Regions from separate parts of the Mus musculus genome. Here all the other regions are linked to region 3. A link is a contact called in public HiChIP or PLAC-seq data. All regions are on one chromosome and are shown on one strand. The core of a region is the stretch at or near the end of the contact, and the rest is flanking DNA. Distances in the headings are between cores, read along the strand shown.

Region 1 (4,875 bases), core at 939-3,438, 120 kb after region 3:
TGTTGAGTTTGAGGCTATCCTGAACTATATACTGTTAGTCTCTATGTCAAAAGCAGAAAGAAAAAAACACACGAACAGTTTTGCATCTGAAAATTATCTTACACATTATCAATTCTTCAAAAAGAAGAAGCAGGACACAGTGAATTCTAGATTTTAAACACACACACATGCACACGTGAACATGCCGTGTTTGAAGGAGGCTGTGTAGGAAAAAGAAGGCAATGGGGGTGGGGTGACAATAGACAGTATTGGAGTGAATATAAACAAAGCACACAAGATGCATGTGTGAGAATATAGTAATGCAAGATGCATCTATGCTAATGAAAACATACATGCTGGTGCCATATGAGAATTAATATAGAATAAGTACAGAAATACTTATAACTGATATAGATTGTCTAATGTTTATAAATGTGTGATGTTTTTAACATTAGTTTTCTTTCTTTGTAATCATTGATGTTACCAAAAAATTTGCATATATTGCATATATATAATTTTTTACATATATTGCATATACATATATAATTATTACAAAATAGATCATTTTCTGTTTTTATTTTTTGCTAGCCAATATGACTTTAAATTTTAATTCACATATCTAAGAAAATGGATAGTCTCAGCTTTGTACTTCTTTAAATTCTTTAATTTGTGGTTATAGTCTTTGTTTAGGTTTCTGTAAAAAAAAATGGCCAAATTAGGCTAAGAACGTTTGCTTTATTACAGGTATATTTGGGTTAGTGTTGTACTGTTAATCAAACTGATTAATGTGGATTTATTTAAGTAGTATTAAGTCTACATTGTTGTATTGACTGACGTTTGTGCTTTCTGTTTCTGGGCTGTGGTCTGTGGGCTAATGCAGAAATTTAGTCAGTGTTCCTTCCTCTCAAGATAGTGATAATGAATGTGTTACAAAGAAACCAGCCAGTTAAAAATGTCATGGGAAGTTGTGAAAATGTAGCTTCACTAATCTTCACCCTTGGCTTGCTATCGTCAGATGCAGTTGAAGGCAAAACCAAATGTATTCAACTTTTAGTCTCTGGGGAATGGTTTCAATATTTTTTCAAGCTGGTGGTGATCTCTGCACAACATCCTTATGGGGAAGCTCCGCTTCATAGTCATGTCCTGACATTTCTCCTTGTACCATTAGAAAGGGTAAGCTCACCATGTACCGGAATGTGCTATGGTTGTTTTGTTTTTAAGACATTAGAGGGTATTTATATATGTGTGTGGCCCAACAATGAGCAGTTTCTCCACTCTAAGTTTCCATGCTAAATTCATTAATTTTAGAGTGAATAAATGTGTTTTGGTTTCAGACCCTAAAAGAGAAAATTTCTGGAGTTGTTGTGTGGGTGGGCAACATTCACCAAAACAGTTTGAAGATGTCTCAGGGTGGCAGGTAGGGAAGGTTGGGATGGTATTGTCTAAAATGTTAGAGATCATAGTCAGAATGGCCATCAACTCACCTGCTTTGACCAGCAACACAATTTGGCTAATCTTGATCAGAAAACATGTGTAGTTCCATTCTGTTCCTACAGTTAGATCAAACCCTTCTTTCATTTGGGGGTAATCCTTTAAAAGTCTTCAATGAACTTGTTTGATTTTGCACCTTCTGTTTGAATGGCTTTGCTGTTATTTGCAACTAAGGACTTTTTCCTGGCACAGCCCATAAAGCACTTAGCATTGTGTAGTATAGGGAATTAGGAAGCTTTTACTGCAGCATGCTGCCTGTTCTCAGAACTTTCAGGTGACTCTTCTTAAGTTTCAGGTCAATGCCCAGAGGTATCCTTCTGCTGTTGGAACTCATGCTGTCTGAGGCTTCTGATACATCAGAGTCCTGAACGTTCCTTTCTTCAACCTATCGTGCTTTATGAAATATTATTTAGCAAAAGTAATGGGAGGGGGGGAAGGGAGTGGAAGAAAAAAAACTTGTACTTACTATTAGTCCAATAGATGAGTTTTTCTTTATAATAAGAACCAAATGTTAAGTCAGATATGGTGGCTAAGGACTGAGTAGGCTGTAGGTCCAGCTTTTGAGAAGCTGGGGCAGGGGAATTGCCTATGATTTCAAGCTAATCTGTGGTACAGAGTAAGATTCTATTTCAAACAAAAACCGCTAGTGTGGATGATAGATTACTTATCTAATGAGGACAACTACTGGTCACTTTGGGCAGAGCAAGTTCTAATGTCACAGTAGTTCAGGAGGAGTGACAGAAGCTACCTGTATGACTAAGTTCTGTATGACACACATCACCAAAGAGATTGTTGGTGTTCGAATTACTGAGGATGGGCCTTCTATTCGGATGAGTTCTGCATGCCCTCGAGAACCGCGGCTTCTTTCATTCGCTCACCTTTAAATCATACCATCTTACCACTTAGTACTTCGGAGATAAACTTTCAAACTAGTGCATAAAGTCGATTCTCTCCTAACAATGATGAACCTGAATAGACCGAGTTGACCCGTACCTCAGAGGATAAAAGCGTGGAGTGTGACCTCAGATGCCAAGGGAACAACTTCCATTCCAGGCAGCTGTCCAGCGAATCTGTCCTTTCCTAGCCAACATCACGCCTGATTTCCTCTTAACCGAGAGATGTGTTTTGATTTTGCCTTGATTTTCCAGGTGTCTCCTACTTTCATGCCAACTTGGAGCCATGCAGCTGGACCAGGGGCTTGACTAGGAGCCCAAGTTCTAACCATGTGTCTTCGAGTCACTTTCCAAGCCATCAGAGGTGGGCTCTGGCCTTGGCAGCAGTATCGTTTGTTAATTTTCCCACCTTCTGGAAAGGACACCTGGTCCTGAAACCTGATCTGATATATTTTTTTTCTCTATTTGGAGATGAGTGAATTCTGCTTTTGGTCCCCTCTACACTGCTGTTAAATGGCTGGACATAATGATTCCAGATTTCTTTTCTATTCCTGGACATAGTAAGTGTATTATAAAACAACCTACAGAGAACACACTGGTGGCATTTTCTATATGCATGTGCATGTATGAACTATACTTCATCTCCTAATTCATGATGTTGCCATGTAGAGAGGCCAGAGCAATCTTTGTGTCATCTCCAGCCCATTCTAACAGCTGACATAAGCCAGATTTTTTTAATAAGCAGAAAGACAGTTAGTGCTTTTCACGCACAGCTGTGCATCTTGTGCTGAAAGTTATGAGTGATTCTTGACCATTACCTCTTAGGAATTACACTGAAGCTCCCCAGTTGCCAATGTCCCTTGAACATCAGTCGAAAAATACATTCTTAATTAGATTCTTAAATGCAATATCTTAGATCATTGCAAGCAAATCTCATTTATATTTGACAACTGATTCATAGAAGAGAACAAATTTTGGCTTGTTTCAGAAAACAGTGATGGAGGATGCTTCCTCCAGTGTCCACAACTCAGATAACGATGGGGAACAACAGAGGGAAGTGCACCTTAGAACTCCTGTCACTTGGATGTAAATTCCCATTGTGATTCTTTCTTTCTGTGTGATCTCCTCCCCTACCCTGGTGATAATACTGTCTCATGGCACTTTTGCTGGAACGAAATGTGATGCCATTTATAATTTAAAGCACTTATAACATTAAATTATAACGTACAAATATTTATAGAACTTCTAGAATAATGGTGAATGCCTCACAGAGACTCAGTTATTCAAAACCTTTCCCTGAGCAGCTATTATATGCGGGGGCTGCCTGTGAGTGACATGAGTCCAAATATGTCAAAGTATGTGCCTTGAGAGGAGAAATGGGCTAGCAATAGGCTCATAAAGGTAATTGGAATGAATAATTACAGAGACCAGACTACGGGGGTATTGGAGAGAGGGGCGGGATCAGGAAAGGCTAGGTGTGTAGTTTCCATTTGAGTTAAATGTGAGCCAGGAAAGAAGAAGTAAAGGGAGGCAGTGCAGGGCTGGGGTGCAGTCTAGTGGCTGAGCATTTGCTTTGCGCATCACCTCCAGCATCCAGAAAGACAGGAGATATGTCATAAATGCATTTAAAAATGGCTCATGTGTGCAATCCCAGCGTTTGGGAAGTAGAAACAAGAATATTAGGATCCAAATCATGAGTCAATTGTCAGTAAATCAATATCCTATAAGGACATTCAACTCACTGAATTATCTTTGCTTTCTTTCTTTAATTCACATCGGATCTGTGACGATTTTCAAGCTTTTGGTCACTTGTTGATGGTTCTAAGATATTTCTTTCCTGTTGGAGACAGGAAAGAAGAAACCAATTTCATGGAGCACAAAGAGTTTATAATTCATACTGAAGTTGGTGTCTAAGAGACTAAGAAGAAAATGATGGTGTAAGAAAGGCATTAAAAGTAGAAAATACTTGGTGTTATAAAATTAGATGCAGGGATAGTATAAGCCAGAAGGAACAGTAAGGCGGCAAATATTACCAGCCTTAAATCTTGATTTTTTACGAGATGGAGGCCAGAACTTCTCCTGAGCTACACCAAAGAAGTTCTGAGGTAGACTTGTGAAGATGAAGGTTTGTGGCTCAAGGGAACTGGGTGTAGGGCAGTTGATGGAATAGGATACTAAATTTCCGCAAGTTCTTGGAAATGAAAGGCCTGTGACTCAAGGCTGAGCTAGGAGCTTTACAGAAGCTTTGCAATTTTATGAGGTTCCATTTGTTAATTCTTGATCTTACAGCACAAGCCATTGGTGTTCTGTTAAGGATTTTTTTTTTCTGAACATATCTTCGAGGCTTTTCCCCACTTTCTCCTCTATAAGTTTCAGAATCTCTGGTTTTATGTGGCGTTCCTTGATCCACTTAGACTTGAGCTTTTTACAGGGAGATAGGAATGGATCATTTCACATTCTTCTACATGATAACCGCCAGTTGTGCCAGCACCATTTGTTAGAAATGCTGTCT
Region 2 (4,361 bases), core at 807-3,306, 80 kb before region 3:
GACACACATTGCTGGTATTTTAAAAAGTCTATGAACAGTAAATAAGAATCTCTCATATAATATAATATAATATAATAGAATATAATATAATATAAATACATTAAATGAAACTAGGAGGTCTTCTAGATGCCACTACAGACCCTTCTGGCAGAGCTCAACCAGTGTACTTACCAATCTTATTAATTTCTGTTCTTTTAACAGCAGATATCCTGAACACATTTTTTTTTTAAAGAGAAAAATAAAACCCATTTCATTCTCTGAACTAGATGAAAGGGAAAGGAAAGGGGGGGATGGAGAGACATAGATGACGCTCTTGGTTCATATTACCAGCAAAATGCTTTCCTCTGTTTCATAAAACCTCAATTTTTATCTGCAGACAAATATATGGATACATTGGGCGAAAGTGGTATCAATCTTTAAACATTATTAAATTCCTCTATTGTTCTCTTGTTATTGGAACAGGAAAAGAAAGGCCGCTGATAAGCAGAAAACACTGTACTTGCTTTTCGGGAAATTAAAAAAATTAAAAAAAAAAAAGACTTCCAGCGACAGAGAAAAGAATAAAAGGTTCCCCTACCCGCTGGAAAACTAGGAAGTCGTCAGCCAGAAACAAAGAATACATCCTTGATTCAGAGGAACAGTCCAGCCCCTGAAAACCACACACACATTAATTCATCTTGTGTTAATCTCTTCCCTCCCCAGCTCTGCAGTCACCACTTACTGCATCACTTCCTCCTGATGCAAAAAACACTGAGCAACAGGGGTCACAAATCAAAAGCAGGAAGGTGCCATAGAAAAGACAATGCCCAGGACTCCAGCAGCAGGAGCAGCTTATGTGGGCTGCTCTTCTTGTCTTAGCGCCCATACACCATTACAAGAGGAACCCCATACCCAAAGAGATTATCTGAGTGCCCAGGCTACTACCCTATGCGTGGCAGCAGTCAATAAGTACTAGGGGATGTGTCAAATTTTATGAGTAGGACATTTCTAAACTTTTTTAAACCAAAGGTTGAATGTTAATGAACCCTGAAATGACTTTCTTGAGAAAGTCGCACATTTCACAAGGAACAGAGACATCAGATCTAGAGGTAAACAGCCTGTCTATGAGTCACAGAAGGGCTTTGCAACTAATTAAAACTCCGTCCAATTGATTTTTGTTGCTCATGAATGTCTATCTCCCTCAGCTCCCACGCTCAGCGCCATTCCATTTGCATCTGGCTGTCCTGAGTATGTCACTGCCTGGGTGAACATCTTCCTAGATGGTAAGAAAGTGTATTAAAAAAAAGCGAAACGTGAGGCTGGGGTTCTGAGGCGAACACAAGCCTGGAAAGAACACGATGGGATGATCAATCCTGGAAAAGGACGAACGAAGTCACCCTCACGCTCCACAGAAGGTTGATCCTGGTGACTTTCAGCTGCAAGTGGGAGAAACTAGCTTCTTACTGGGAGCTGAGGGGGGCACATCTGTGTGGAGTTGTATGCATTCAACTTTGTCCCTTTCATTCACAAAGATCTTTCCATTTTCATTCCAAAAAAAAAAAAGTAGGAACAAAAGGAAGGAGGGAAGGAAAGAAGGAGGGAGGGGAGAGGAGAGGAGAAGGAGAAAGAAAACCTATATTTAAGGAACTGTTCCTCCCAGATGACCTCTTAACCAAGATACTAATAAACATGCAATACTGCAAGCCTGGAAAAGCATAAAATAAGTCTACCAAAAAATCCTTCCCTACCCTGACAGGCCATACGGACACTTGAAACCATCAGCTTTTGACAGAAGGCAGATTCACATTAAAGCCACTGTGCTCATAAAATCATGCTTGAGCTTCCTCTCATAGACTCCCCTCCTCTCTCTAGTAAAAAGACTGTGGACACTTCACCTGACTTGGGTGAAGTGTCCACGGTACCAGATAATGGCCTGGGAATAAGAATGACACTAACGAATGGGGCACACATTTGAACGGCGAGTGGCTCAGGAAACCTGGGATGGTCCACACCCTCTGGTTGGTGGAGATGACCCAGCTCAGAGCAGCCGGTCTGTTCTCAGGCACTGAAGAACCACCTCCCACTTCCCTCTGGGGGAATCTCAGCAAGTGCTCATGTCACCTAGCTGTCCCTGTGGCCACTCAGAGGGCTGGGATTCTATAGAAGAAAATGTTTTTTTTTTTTTTTGTGTGTGTGTGCGTGTGTGTGTAGGGCTAGGGTTCAGCTGGACACAGCTGGGCCAGGCAGCCACTCAGCAGCAACGTGTGACAGAGCCCACGCTGAACCCTGGGAAAACCTGAGAGGTCATCTCCAGCCAAGTTAGAAACCACACACACAGGAGGGGCTGCCCAGAGCCACTCAGGGGAGAAAAAAAAACCCTAAACCTGCTGAAGCCAGGCATTAGATCAGCATCTGGTTAGCACTTCCTGGAGGTACAAACAGAAAGTTGAAAGCTGGTTCTGAAAGAGCACCCCTTCCCTAGCTTGAGGCCAGGATGCATTTCGTCTTTTAGCAACAATAACTGATGTATTCTTAAAACGCACAGTGTGTTCATTTTAAAATAAGACATATTACATGTGAAGCAAAAACCTTCTCTGCTACGCCCAGTGTTGCTTTAACACGAGGGTTAGACAAGGATGGGCAGGGAGTTGGTAGAATTGAGCACATCTTAGGACATAAGAGAGGACTGGAAAATGTAGTTGTGTATGTTCTTAAAGAGGTTAAGACCGAACAAAAGAAAGGGAAGAATCATTGAATGGCACAGGACCTCAAAAGAGTCCTTGCCTATGGAACGTGCCTGGGAAGCACTGCTCGAATGTTAAAATGAAAGTTCACATGACACTAAGTCCTTCCTGTGGTCATTCCCAGTGCAGTGGAAGAAAACTTCCCTCTTTACCTACCTACCACGCTTCTCTTAGCAAGGGATACAACATCTTTAATCAGGACTTCCTCCTATCTCCTTGAAGAGCAGGAGAACCCACAACTCCCAGAAGGGTAGGTCACTGTATGATGTCTCCCAGCCAGAATGCAGGTAACGTGAGTGGTTTTCAAGCGACTGTTCTCTCTAACTGGTCTGAGGCCAAGTTCCTGGAGCTTCCTGCTTTTATTTCCCAGATACTTGACACTGGTTTCCGCCTTCTCGGAGCCCTTTCTGTTTTTCCTGTGCCGCTTATCAGGCCATCAAATTGGCAATGAACTCAAACATGTTTTGAACAATAATTCTTCTAAAAATCTATACCTATAGTATATAGTTTTAAAATGTTGACTTAACCTAAGCTAAAAGTCTACTGTTTCAAATATTTTACTTTGACTCTGTTTTCTTTCTCCTATCATGAAATGGGGGTTAAAGTCATTTAAAGACACACTCACACACCACACACACACCTCCATATATGTGTGTGTGTGTGTGTGTGTGTGTGTGTGTGTGTGTGTGTAGGCATTTATTTTCCCCAAATGAAAAAGCAGAATACTCTTATGTGGATGTTCATTATACAGACCTGCAATCTAGTTGATGTTGCTGTGTGATGTTTTATTTTCGAGTTCTTTATAAAAAAGGGTTTTTTTTAGAGAACAGCACACTGTATTATCAATTCATGATTGCCTTTATTAAAAAAAATGAGGCAGTGATTCAGATTTTAAATTTCATAAAGGCCTTACTGTCTTTCGTAAGCAGAGTAAGTACTTGTAAATGGCATTTAAGCAGCCAAAGGAGAAACCATTGGGGACCCTGACAGTAATGAGATCCTTGTGCCATCTGGAAGGTGAGGATAATATGTTTTTTTTTTCACTTGGCCACAAGAAGACCTAGCAGTTCCAAAGTTGATAGGCAATATTAATTGGAATCATTTAAAATTAAAATTTAAGACAGTGTCTATGAGATAAAGCAATGCAATCATAAGCATAACCTGGCACTAACTCACTTAAGAAAAGTAGAATCTATATTTAATCCTTTTAATGAAGAATCTGACTTAACAATTAGAAACCTGCAAATACTAAAGCCCTAAAGTTGAGAGGGCAAGGTTTCCCCAAAAGCCGCTTGCTTGAGTCTCTAAAAGACACATATGTTGAGCTTATCCTTTGGGCGGGGGGCAGGAGAAGGGAGATAATTAAATATATGTGTTGAATCATCGATGAATATGTTTTTGCAGCGGTCTGAAGAGGCCACGAAGGGTCCCCCAGGTGTGGTAAACCTCATCAGGTGTACAACACACAGCCCGTGTCTATCCTCTTGTCAATAGAACAACAGACTCATGAGTTGTTAGAAGAGCCTTGTAAGTTTAGCTCTGCTACATGGAGTTCCTGAATAACCAACAGTTATGTACAGCTACTTCTATGACCTGTGAGCCAATCGTCACAATGTTATTGTTCCCATTATAGTCAAT
Region 3 (4,833 bases), core at 725-3,224:
GTTTGGGATTTTATTTTATTTTATTCAATGTGTGTGTGTGTGTGTGTATGTGTCTTTGCGGTATATGCAAATGCACACGAGTGAGTGGGTGAGGACACCCATTCTGTGGGCATGTGTATAATACATGTATTGGGTGTTTTCCTCTTTTGCCTTTTATATTAATTATTTGAGGTGTGTGTGTATGTGTGTGTGCTCGCTGAACCTGGGGCTACATTACCATTTTGGCTAGATTGACCTGCAAGTCCACAAAGCTACAGATGTATACAGTCACAGCAGCTTTTCTGTAAGTGCTGTCCATCTGAACTCAAGTCTGTAAGTTTCCACAGGCAACACCTTAACCCACTCAGCCATCTCTCCAACATGTCTTATCTTCAGAGACACAGTCTCCTTCTATGACCCATGCTGCTCTTGAACTTTTGAACCTCTGGTGCCTCAGTCTTCCAAGTCTACAATTACAGGCGTGTTCTGTCATATACAGCCTGATTTGTGAATTTTCAAGGTGGTAATGTTTCAGGAAATGTGAATACCTCCAGACATGCACTTACACAGTTAATGTGCGTTCACATACCCACCCACAGGCTCCATTAAACAGCCTGTTCTGCCTTCTGTGTCTTCTCCAGAAACATCCAGGAGACAGTTAGGCAACAGTTCAACACGCTGCCAGCTAAGCACTAAGACATTCTCTGTTTGAATTAGACAGGTTGGAGCAGAGGAGCAGAGAAGTGGGCGGAGTGGAAGGCAGAATTACAGTCTCTTTCTTTTACATGGAAAATTGTATTGCAGCACCCATGGATAAGGGAGGAAAGAATTACCTTAATGGTCCAAAAAGGTAGAAAGCTGTTTGAACTTGTATGTTTTCTAAGTTATTTGGGGGACCTTAAATAACACACACACACACACACACACACACACACACACACTCACTCACACAAACTCACACATATTCACAATTCACACATACTACACACACACTCACACGCACACACATACCCCACAAATACACAAATATAACCACTGTTATCCATGAATTCACATATCTATGAATGTCTAGTAATTGATATATTTATCTTTCATGATTCTCCTCAGTAGAGTATAAATGCATTCTAAACATTTCTGGTAAAAACAATTCCATGGTTATTTTAACATTTCTTGTACAGATTTATATTTCCAAGTAATACTTCTTGAGATGTTGGACTTGTTGAATTTAGTATTTCATTTCTTTTCAATTTATCTCCTTGACTCAAGAAGTGGCTGCCAGTCCAATAGAAATTTTTAAAAGTATTGTTATTGCTCACATTAACTTCTAAGAGATATTGTGTAATTTTGAGGTTAAAGTACTTGCTTCTGTTATAAGAAACACACTAGTGGTTTCCAAAATGATATCCTGTCCTGGGCTCCAGTTCCCTTGTAATATTGTGGAGAAAGTCATGCTAAAAGTCTATTAAGTCTACTTCATGTGGGATGAGAAAATGAATTCATCTTCATTTTTTTTAAAAAAAATGGGCAATGCATGTATCCAGTTCATTAAAAGACAAAGGATTTCTATAATTTGGAGAGAAACTAGAATTTGTACCCAGATCACTAAAACCAACCAGCCAACCAACCAAAAACCCCACCTCTCATTATGAAAGTGAAAGGGCTAGTTAGAAGGCATAAAGCAATCAGAAATGAAGTCAGGAGAAGGAAGGGCAATAGAAAATAAACATGTGCAAAATATTTCATCTATGTGTATGAAATGTCACGGTGAAACACATTATTATGTGTGATTAAGTATGTTCCCATAAAACAAAAATGTATATTGATTAAATATGCCATACCAACAATGGTCATGATCCCATTTTATCCCATTTCAAATTATTTATCAAAAAGATCTTCACAAATCTTCCTTAACCATTTGTTTTCAATGCATAGCTAGATGCAGGTGTGGCACTCATTTTAAAGTGGGGAATTTTACTGAGGTAATGCATGGTGAGTCATGTCACAAGGTCAGACATGCCCTAGAGGACAAAACTGGGTTGTCATTTTAACACATTTTGCTTTAAGGTGTTAATAAAAAAATCATAAAACTTCAGAGAGCACAATGAAAAAGTGTCTATATTTTATTTGCTCTTTGGATTGAAGAATTTTGATGTCCATCAAGAAAGAACCCAATGTAGTCAGGCATGGTGGCATATGCCTTTATCACCATTACTTGGGAAGCAGAGAGAGGTGTGTCTTTGCCAGTTCAAGACCATCTTGATCTACATAGATATTTTCAGGCCAACTTGGGTTACAGAGAGGCCCCATTTCAAACAAACAAACAACTCCAAAATACAAAACAACAACAACAACAACCAGTCCAGTGTGATTGTGGTTGAACAACTGATAAGCTAATGGATTTAGAGAGGTCTGGTCTAAGTCCAGTGAAATAGTCAGGCCAATAGAGATTTACACATTTCTAAATCAGGCCTATCATTCAATTTTATGATGGGAAGTTGCCAAAGCAGGGCTGAGTCTGAAAACCTGACTGGGACTGGGGCTGGCCAGAAATGAAGAGCGACAGACCCAAACAACATTGAGTGCTGGTATTGGGTGGGCTGTGCCTCTGTGTCTGAGTGGAAATGCACCAGCAGCCTGGATACTCAGCAAGTTTACAACATACAGCATGCTCGAGGAGGCAGGTTAGCTAAATGGGTACTTCTTACCCATACTGCCTCTGGCTACAGGCCAGCTGTTGGTCAGTGTTGCAGAGGAAGGCCTCAGCATTCCCATGATTCATGCCCAGGTCAACAGTATCCATTTGCCTTGGACTTCATCTGCTCTCCACAGGAAATATTCTTATTTGGCACCTGAACTCAGGGTCCAACACAGTGATAAAGCAGTTACCAAACAGAAAAGGGCCCTGAGTTCGCTCCTTAGCACAGTAGTAGTAATAATAATAATAATAATAATAATAATAATAATAATTATTATTAATAGTACTATCAACCCCGAAACATATAAAATAAAAGGAGGGATGTCAGGTCAAAGGTAAGACTGGGGATCCTTGAAAATCAGGGTCAATTAGTTTATGGGGTCAGGAAAATCAATTCCATATTTCCACCAGACTATGAAATGCTTTAAGTCCTCACATCACATTTTTAAATTTTTTATCCAATTATAATTTCCCAGCTTCTATCCTCATTACATGTTTCGGTGACCAAACCAACCATATTTATTATATCTCGTTTCTGTAATTCCCAAAGTGAAACGTAACAGAAGACTTCAATTTGATACATTCCAGAGGGCTCTGTCCTCACTTTTACTTTGCATGTTACATAAGCAGTCCTTCTCAGGCCTTAGGAAGTCAACTCCATGGGACAGTTTTTTTTTTGATAGAGGAAGTACCAACCCCCCTTTCAAGACACCACTGAGTTTTAAAAGGTTCCTGGCCAGGGATAGATCGTACGATAAGGGAAAGTTTCCTTAGTGCACTGTAGATAACTCCCCTCTAACTTCCCCTGAAGAAGCGAGAGTAGCGATAAGCACTTGGGCAGGTCCACCCTAGGGCGATGTTAAAGGCAGAGGAAAGGATTCCTGGGAACGACCTCTGTAGTGAAGAATGCTACTGGGTCTTTGAAACTGTTGAGAAATAGACTGTGCTTTGGTTTAATGTTATACCTTTTAGATTCGAGACTTGGCCAAAATCATCTCTCGACACATCACAGTTATGGCTGCTTTTTACTCCCGTGACTTCTCTGGGCTGTGTAAATATTAAATATTAATTTCCTATGGTTTAAAATCGAGTGCATTTGTGGCCCTAACTTTGTGGCATTGGTGTAAAGGCCAATGAACAACCTGGTTAACTCAAAGCCTATGCATATATAGAGGAAAGATGCCTCCTTTACAAAACCTTCAGCTACACGGGCATGCCTGTCATGCTAGGAACTGAGTTCGGGCAACCACTAGGTGTCACTATACACAGGTCTTGGGGTTTGTAGACACCAAGGTACCAAGATACCAAGATCACTTGTGTTCCTTGGTGAAGCTGTTCTTCCTTGTCGAAGATACAGAGATAAATTAGATTTAATCCCACCTCCTTCATGAGAAAAAATATTTACTTTTTGTTTGTATCTCAAAGAAAACCCTTTGCCACTCCACTTCTCATGGGCGTTTTGCTGTCTCTTGATCTCACAAGAAAGGCTGTGAACTTGAGATAGGTTGAGAATCCTTTTCTCTAGGTAGCACAGGCTCAAGTTTAGCTTCCCTCAAGGTTATTAAGATGCTATTTAGATGGATGTGTTCCACGGAGCTTCTTAACTGTTCATTAGCGTGAAATTGAGTCATGTGACTACGTCAAGTTAAAGTTATATTATCACTGTGTCTCTTTGAAAGAGAGTGTGGATCCAGGGTACGTGGGTTTTACTAATACAGAAGAAGGAGAGAGAGGCAGGTCTTGGCTGGGTCCAATGAGTTCTCTGGGGGATGGGTGGGAGTTTATCATGTATGAGATCAGTCTGAGTTACAGTTACACCCAAAGAGACAACAGAACTAACTGGGCATGATCAGAAGAAGGGAATGTAGAGACGGTCAGTTTTTCAGGGTGGGCAAGAGGGATGATTTTATATATCCTTGATCAAGTTAATTTCTTCATAATCATCTACAGGTGATCTGTTCCCTCTCATCTGACTTGGTTAACCAATATGAAGATAATTTGGGATCTATGTCATGAGATAGTTTACAATGTGCACAAGAAGGACAGAGTGATATTTGATGCATCCACCATCCACTGGCTATGATCACTATTCCTACAAATGACCACTCTGGGTCAGATATGGAAAATGAAATATTGAAGCTTAATTAACTTTACCATGC

What was found. HiChIP or PLAC-seq counts read pairs in DNA pulled down with a chosen protein or histone mark.
Region 1: a contact with region 3 is called in a CTCF HiChIP or PLAC-seq map of CD8 T cells, with 34 read pairs. The contact joins two enhancer-like sites. A contact is called at or near these places in 1 of 39 promoter capture datasets (the C10 cell line), 3 of 15 datasets of contacts at CTCF or cohesin (CD8 T cells, embryonic stem cells and pro-B cells), 52 of 484 Hi-C or Micro-C datasets (the C10 cell line, CD4 T cells, CD8 T cells and 23 more) and 5 of 115 datasets of contacts at active chromatin or transcription factors (CD8 T cells, T-cell acute lymphoblastic leukemia, astrocytes and 2 more).
Region 2: a BATF HiChIP or PLAC-seq map of CD8 T cells shows a contact between it and region 3, with 11 read pairs. The contact joins two enhancer-like sites. A contact is called at or near these places in 1 of 15 datasets of contacts at CTCF or cohesin (CD8 T cells), 1 of 115 datasets of contacts at active chromatin or transcription factors (CD8 T cells) and 2 of 9 other capture datasets (adipose tissue and liver).

What each region holds. Positions count from the first base shown.
Region 1 is chr17:78,047,689-78,052,563 of GRCm38.p6, reverse strand. No RefSeq gene overlaps it. Among named protein-coding and RNA genes, the nearest start is that of Gm32076, 61 kb to the right of the region's middle. Within about 2 kb of position 2,188, at least 3 of the 459 cell types and tissues checked have an H3K27ac peak or open chromatin away from gene starts, as enhancers often do. A contact at or near this core is called in CD8 T cells, where this site is marked.
Region 2 is chr17:78,243,601-78,247,961 of GRCm38.p6, reverse strand. The region is part of intron 2 of Crim1 (cysteine rich transmembrane BMP regulator 1 (chordin like)); the gene reads right to left. Among named protein-coding and RNA genes, the nearest start is that of Gm41620, 36 kb to the left of the region's middle. Within about 2 kb of position 2,056, at least 68 of the 459 cell types and tissues checked have an H3K27ac peak or open chromatin away from gene starts, as enhancers often do. A contact at or near this core is called in CD8 T cells, where this site is marked.
Region 3 is chr17:78,162,577-78,167,409 of GRCm38.p6, reverse strand. No RefSeq gene overlaps it. Among named protein-coding and RNA genes, the nearest start is that of Gm32282, 35 kb to the left of the region's middle. Within about 2 kb of position 1,974, at least 9 of the 459 cell types and tissues checked have an H3K27ac peak or open chromatin away from gene starts, as enhancers often do. A contact at or near this core is called in CD8 T cells, where this site is marked.